2 separate regions of the Sus scrofa genome follow, and region 2 is linked to region 1. A link is a contact called in public Hi-C data. All regions are on one chromosome and are shown on one strand. The core of a region is the stretch at or near the end of the contact, and the rest is flanking DNA. Distances in the headings are between cores, read along the strand shown. Region 1 has its middle 7.7 kb from the start of TAF15. Region 2 holds the start of PEX12 (peroxisome assembly protein 12).

Evidence for each region. A called contact is a pair of places that touch in the nucleus more often than the background predicts.
Region 2: a contact with region 1 is called in a Hi-C map of liver, with 5 times the contacts expected there. The contact joins the promoter of PEX12 here to the enhancer-like site in region 1. A contact is called at or near these places in 1 of 5 promoter capture datasets (liver), 3 of 47 Hi-C or Micro-C datasets (liver and skeletal muscle) and 1 of 2 datasets of contacts at active chromatin or transcription factors (alveolar macrophages).

The regions. Positions count from the first base shown.
Region 1 is chr12:39,723,157-39,725,840 of Sscrofa11.1, forward strand. No RefSeq gene overlaps it. Among named protein-coding and RNA genes, the nearest start is that of TAF15, 7.7 kb to the left of the region's middle. Within about 2 kb of position 1,320, at least 81 of the 83 cell types and tissues checked have an H3K27ac peak or open chromatin away from gene starts, as enhancers often do. A contact at or near this core is called in alveolar macrophages, liver and skeletal muscle, where this site is marked.
Region 2 is chr12:39,930,328-39,933,011 of Sscrofa11.1, forward strand. It overlaps PEX12 (peroxisome assembly protein 12), which reads left to right and starts at 1,353. Exons shown (of 3, transcript XM_003131719.4): 1 at 1,353-2,684. It also overlaps a transcript of AP2B1 not described here.

The DNA.
Region 1 (2,684 bases), core at 70-2,569:
AGCCATGGATGGGTTACATACCCTCTTGAGAGTGCACCTCTGTGTACTCACGTGGAGCTTTACCAGGCTTCACTCCCAATGATGTGCCTGGTAAAATATGTACCAATGTCTACTTTGGGGTAAGAAATTATTTCTTGCTTGAGTAAGAATTAAATAAAAAGAAGCAAGAGAGAAATTCTGTGCAATGAACAGCCTGTTTGATCAGGTAAATGCCCCATCCCTCAAAAGATCGATATTCTGGCTTAACATCGATGTTAACCTAAGGAATGTTGATCACTCCCCTGTCCAACCATTCTGGTCCATTCAGTCTCCTCTCTGCCTGCTGCTGGCTTTTTCTCTCCTTCTCAATGCGGGCGGGGGAGTGTTGTTTCGTTTTTAGTACCAACAGGTTCTCCCATTCAAGTGTAAAATACTCTGCCAGCAGACATTTTCATCCTAACCATATGGCTTTCAGGAATGTATTTTCCTTTCCCACTTGAAAAATGGTCATGTAACACTCATGATGGTTTCTAGTAAGTGGAGAGCTGGGTCTTTCCTTGCAGCCTATGATATACCCAAAAACAGAGGACCTCGTGTGGCAGCTAGGTCAATCTGCTAAATCAAGAGCAGATCCACGTCCCTGACTTTATATTCTGCTTTAGCAGGATCTAAACGGGCTGTCCTGATGAGACCAAGGCCTCTTTTTCTCTTCCACACAACCGGGGTGGCCTCTATCAATTTAAGTGCTTCGTGGAAGACCGTCGTTCTTTTGGTCGATATGTTTTAACGTAAATGCCACATGTACTTACTGCAGCCTATCAATAGACAAGGCTCACTTTAATTAAGCTCGTGCAGGAGATAAACTGAAAAGGGGAGATGACAGAGGAGGGTGAGGAGGAAGCTGAAATTATACGCAAACACCCCCAACTCGAATCGGGGAGGCTGCTGCAGAGGGAATGACGACATGTAGGATTTCGTGTCAGGCAACGTCCTTTAAAAGGGCTCCCAAAGCGTCAAGGCCCCCACCTGATGAATGGGTGAGTCAGGAAGGCCCAGCTCCACTTCACGGATGGGGAAACTGAGGGACGAGGCGGCGAGATGACTGGCCCGAGGCCTCGCTGAAAGATCTGAGGCGGAGCGGAGAACCAGAAGCACCGATTCTCTCCGGCTGATGCTCTAATCACAGGCTCCCCCCGCCCCTGCGATGGCGTAGAGGCCTCCGCCCCCCAATTCCACACACCCTCCCCCGGGAGCGGCAAGTGGCCTCAGGTTCCAAGAAAGGGGCCAAAAGACCGGAGGCTCGAAGCACTCCCGCCGGGATCTGGAAACGGAGAGCGTTGGGAGCGTGCGTCCCTCCAGTCCAACATGGCGGCGGCCGCGTCCGCCCCCCCACCCCAGCCTCCCTCAGGGCCGGAGGCTTTCCCTCGGGGCCCTCCGGTGGGCGGGAAGACGGCCCAACCCCGCCGGGCCCCTTCTCGCCGCTGCCGCTGCTCGCTGAAGGAGTCACCTACCAGACATGACTAACGGCCGCGGCGCGGAGCCCCCACAGCCCGCGGAGAACAAGGAATACGAAAGCCTGGCGGCGCGGCGGCCGGAGCTCTACTGAGGGCGGCGCGGAGGGCTGGGCCCGACTGCGGGGTCTCTGCAGCCAATCAGAGGGAAGTGGGCGGTACCACAGCACCAAGGCTCGAGGGGTAGCTCTGTAATAGGACCAGCTTCCGAACCTGGGGACTTCGGAATCACCCCCCGTTCTCCCCTACGCGGACGGTACCATTATTGAGAGGGAATTGAGGAGAGGAAGTACCATTGCCGCGATCTGGATGGGGGAGGAATCTGAACTTACGCGCTCCTTCCTGATTACGGTCCTATTTCTCACTTCATTGGATCTGTAAGAATTCGAGGTTAGGAAGCGAAAGAAGAGAAGCCTTATAAACGCAGGTTAAATGGTTAGAAAAGACAGTTCTTTCGCTGAAATTTCGAATGGTATGCCCTTGTTCGTTCTGCTTGGGCTGCAGACTGCTTGAGCCAGCCGGGGGCGTTGGGAGTTAGTAAACTCCCGTACCGAAAAATCGTGACAGACTACCGGACCAGGTCACCTCCTGGTTTGTTTTAACTACCTTGTCAAATAGCAGATAGTCTGCAAAGTGATACTGGAACAAACGTGTGCCTTAAAATGAAATCACGTACAAACTGAACCCTGAGGATGTATTAGAACGAGAGATCGAGCTTTAGTATTCAGCGCTGAGGTAATACTAATTCTAATTGTTAGGCACCTTGCATCATCTCATTTAATTCTCACAACAAAATGATGAAATATTAGTCCCACGTTACAAATGAGAAGGCAGAATTCACTCGCCCTAGGTCGCACAACGAATAAATGGAATTGGAATCCAGATAACACTGCCTGTGGGTCTATACGTTCTGCTGCACTGTCTAGAGAGGGCTCTGGCTCAAGTTTGAGTTGAAGCTATGAAAGCTCAGAGGGCACACAAGGGCACAAGGGCATCTTCCCCGAGGGCGACGTGACGTATAAGCCAAACCATAGGAATGAGCAGAAGTTGACCTAGTAAAGAATTGGGGGAGGGGGTCCCCGTCGTGGCTCAGTGGTTAAGGAACGGACTAGCGTCCATGAGGACATGGGTTCGATCCCTGGCCTCGCTCAGTGGGTTAAAGGATCCAGTGTTGCCATGAGCGACGGTGTAGAT
Region 2 (2,684 bases), core at 103-2,602, 210 kb after region 1:
GCAATCAATTTTGGGGTCTTATTTATTACATCATAAACCTAAGAGTGGGATCTATGATTAGGTGTTTATTTTTTGTTGGCTGTAGTAATTGACTTTTTTTTTTTTAACTGCCTTTCCCTTTTCTCATGTGATAATGTCAGTTTATTTTTGGAATAGTCTCAATGGGCTATTAAGTTGTCTTGCCATCTTTTGTCTAAGAGTGAAACAGGGAGTGGTGAGGAAATCCGAACCAAGGTAGGTCACAAGGAATCTGAATTGTAAGTACAGGGACAGAAAGAAATTTGTTGAACCTCATTCACGGCAACAATGATGCCTAGATGAGACTTTGCTAATTCTTGCGAGAAACATCCAGTAGGGCTGTATAATTACTGTACTTTCAGAGTTGGCTTTCCTTATTTTGTTAGCTACTCCATATTCTTCCGATAATTTTTTTAGTTTAAATTAGCTGTTTTCTGTTGCTTGTAGCCAAAAACCATAACTGATACAAGTTTAACTAACTTCCCATTCATCTTAGTTGATGCTATTTCTCAGCTTTGTCTTTTTGCTGTTACTTAAGAAAAGCCCATTTGTAACAGCTACCTTTGATCACATATCTAATGCCAAGTGCTTTATACATTACTCCAGTCCTTAAAACTCTGTAAGGTGTTCCCCTTGTGTCACAGCAGAAATGAATCCAACTAGTATCCATGAGGATGTGGGTTCCATCCCTGGCCTTGCTCAGAGGGTCGGGGATCTGGCATTGCCATGACCTGTGGTGTAGGTCACAGACATGGCTGGGATTCCACGTTGCTGTGGCTGTGGTGTAGGCTGGCAGCTGTAGTTCTGATTTGACCCCTAGCCTGGGAATTTCTATATGCCACTGGTATAGCCCTAAAAAGAAAAAACAAAAAACAAAAAAAACCTCTATAAGGTAAAACTCTTACATTAACGTGACTTTCTCCTGCAGGCGTTTTAGCAGAATATAAAACACTTTGTAGAACTAAAATCAAGGTTAACTTGCAAGATTTTATTTCTCCTCTTTGGATAATAAACTTTGTTTTCCACCATTCTCATTCTGTGAAACAATTAACTACCTTTATAAGGTCCTCTAAGGCAGTAACTAATAACCTCCTATGGAGTTCCCATTGTGGCTCCGCGGAAACAAATCTGACCAGTAACCATGAGGACACATATTTGATGCCTAGCCTTCCTCAGTGGGTTAAGGATCCGGTGTTGCCCTGAGCTGCGGTGTAGGTCCAAAATGCAGCTCAGATCTGGTGTTGCGTGGCTGCCACGTAGGCCAGTGGCGACGGCTCCAATTCAACAACTAGCCTGGGAATCTCTATGTGCCCTGGGTGCCACCCTGAAACAAAACAAAACAAAACAAATCACCTTCTATTTCTGGTTATTTGGGGGGGGGGAGGGGGCGTTGGAGAGAGAAGGAGATGAACTCTAACTTCATATAAATTAAACCTGCAGCAGCAACTCAACCAAGGCAATTGCATACGATGTAAAAGTACGTTGCAAATCCTAAGGTTAATTACATTCCTTCTGGTATACAAACAACGAAAACTATCTTCTCTGTCAAGCCTCCCCAGTTCACGCTAGTTAGAATTCATCTGATTCGTACCCAATATTCATATCGCTAAGGTAACACAGTCGACTGTGTACGAGCGTAGGAACCAGTTTGAACTAGCGTACCAAGTGCTTACAGTTATGCTTGAAAGAACCTAATCTAGAAGACTCGTCCCAACTTGTGAGTAACAAAAGATCTCTTCTCATCCTAATCATTTTTTTTTCTTTAAATAGCAATTGGCGACCATAAAGCTAAGGCTTCTATCTCCAATTATGTCGCTTCAAATCCTCCCCTAAGGCAGCAGAAAACGGTGAACCACCACCCTCGCCACGAGTACAGCGAGAGCCTTCCATCTTCACATTCCCTTGCGTCCCTCGACTCCTAAACTCGATCGCCCCAGGTAACAAACGCCTCTGTGGGCTGAGTTCTGGCTCCAGCCGCCAAACGTTGGTGCGGCGCCCTCAACACCCTGCTAAAAAGACTCTGCAGAGAGAGATCGGAACCGTAACTTTCCCATGAGGCGGCAAAACAAAAACAACTAGGAAAAGTAAAACCAACCAGCGGAGAACGGCTCTGCAAGCAAAACCCCTAGCGCCTTCTTTACTTTCAGCAGGAGGCGGAAGCGGAAGTCCCAGTGAGGCCATAGAGATCTCTAGTTCCGGTCTCGCGGTCGCATTCCGGGCTAGAGCGCCTCGCCTCGCCTCCGCCAGCCTTCTCCAAGCCCCGTGGTCTATTTCCGGTTGCGGCTTCTGTCATAAAGCGGAGACCTGCTTTCAAACGCTGTGTCGCGGGTCTCTGGCGCTTCGCAGGAGTCAGCGCGCTAGGACGGGAACAGGCGGGGGGGCTGCACTGCTCACAACTGAGCCTGACCGAGCGGACCCTCAGAGCCGCCTGGCTTTTGGAGCCTTTAAGATTGAAGTCTATGATTGACAGCTTCCAGGACTGCGGCTCGAGAGTTCAGCGCTCCTTCGCCCGTACCTGTCCCCCTCTGTCACACGCTCTACCCTGTGAGGTGCAGCATTAATCAAGTCACCCCCTCCCACTCGCCACTGCCACCCGCGTCTGCGTCAACTTGGTTCTTAACCTCCTTCACCCAAGAACCCCTCCCCTCTGCCTCCGGAAAAGGTCT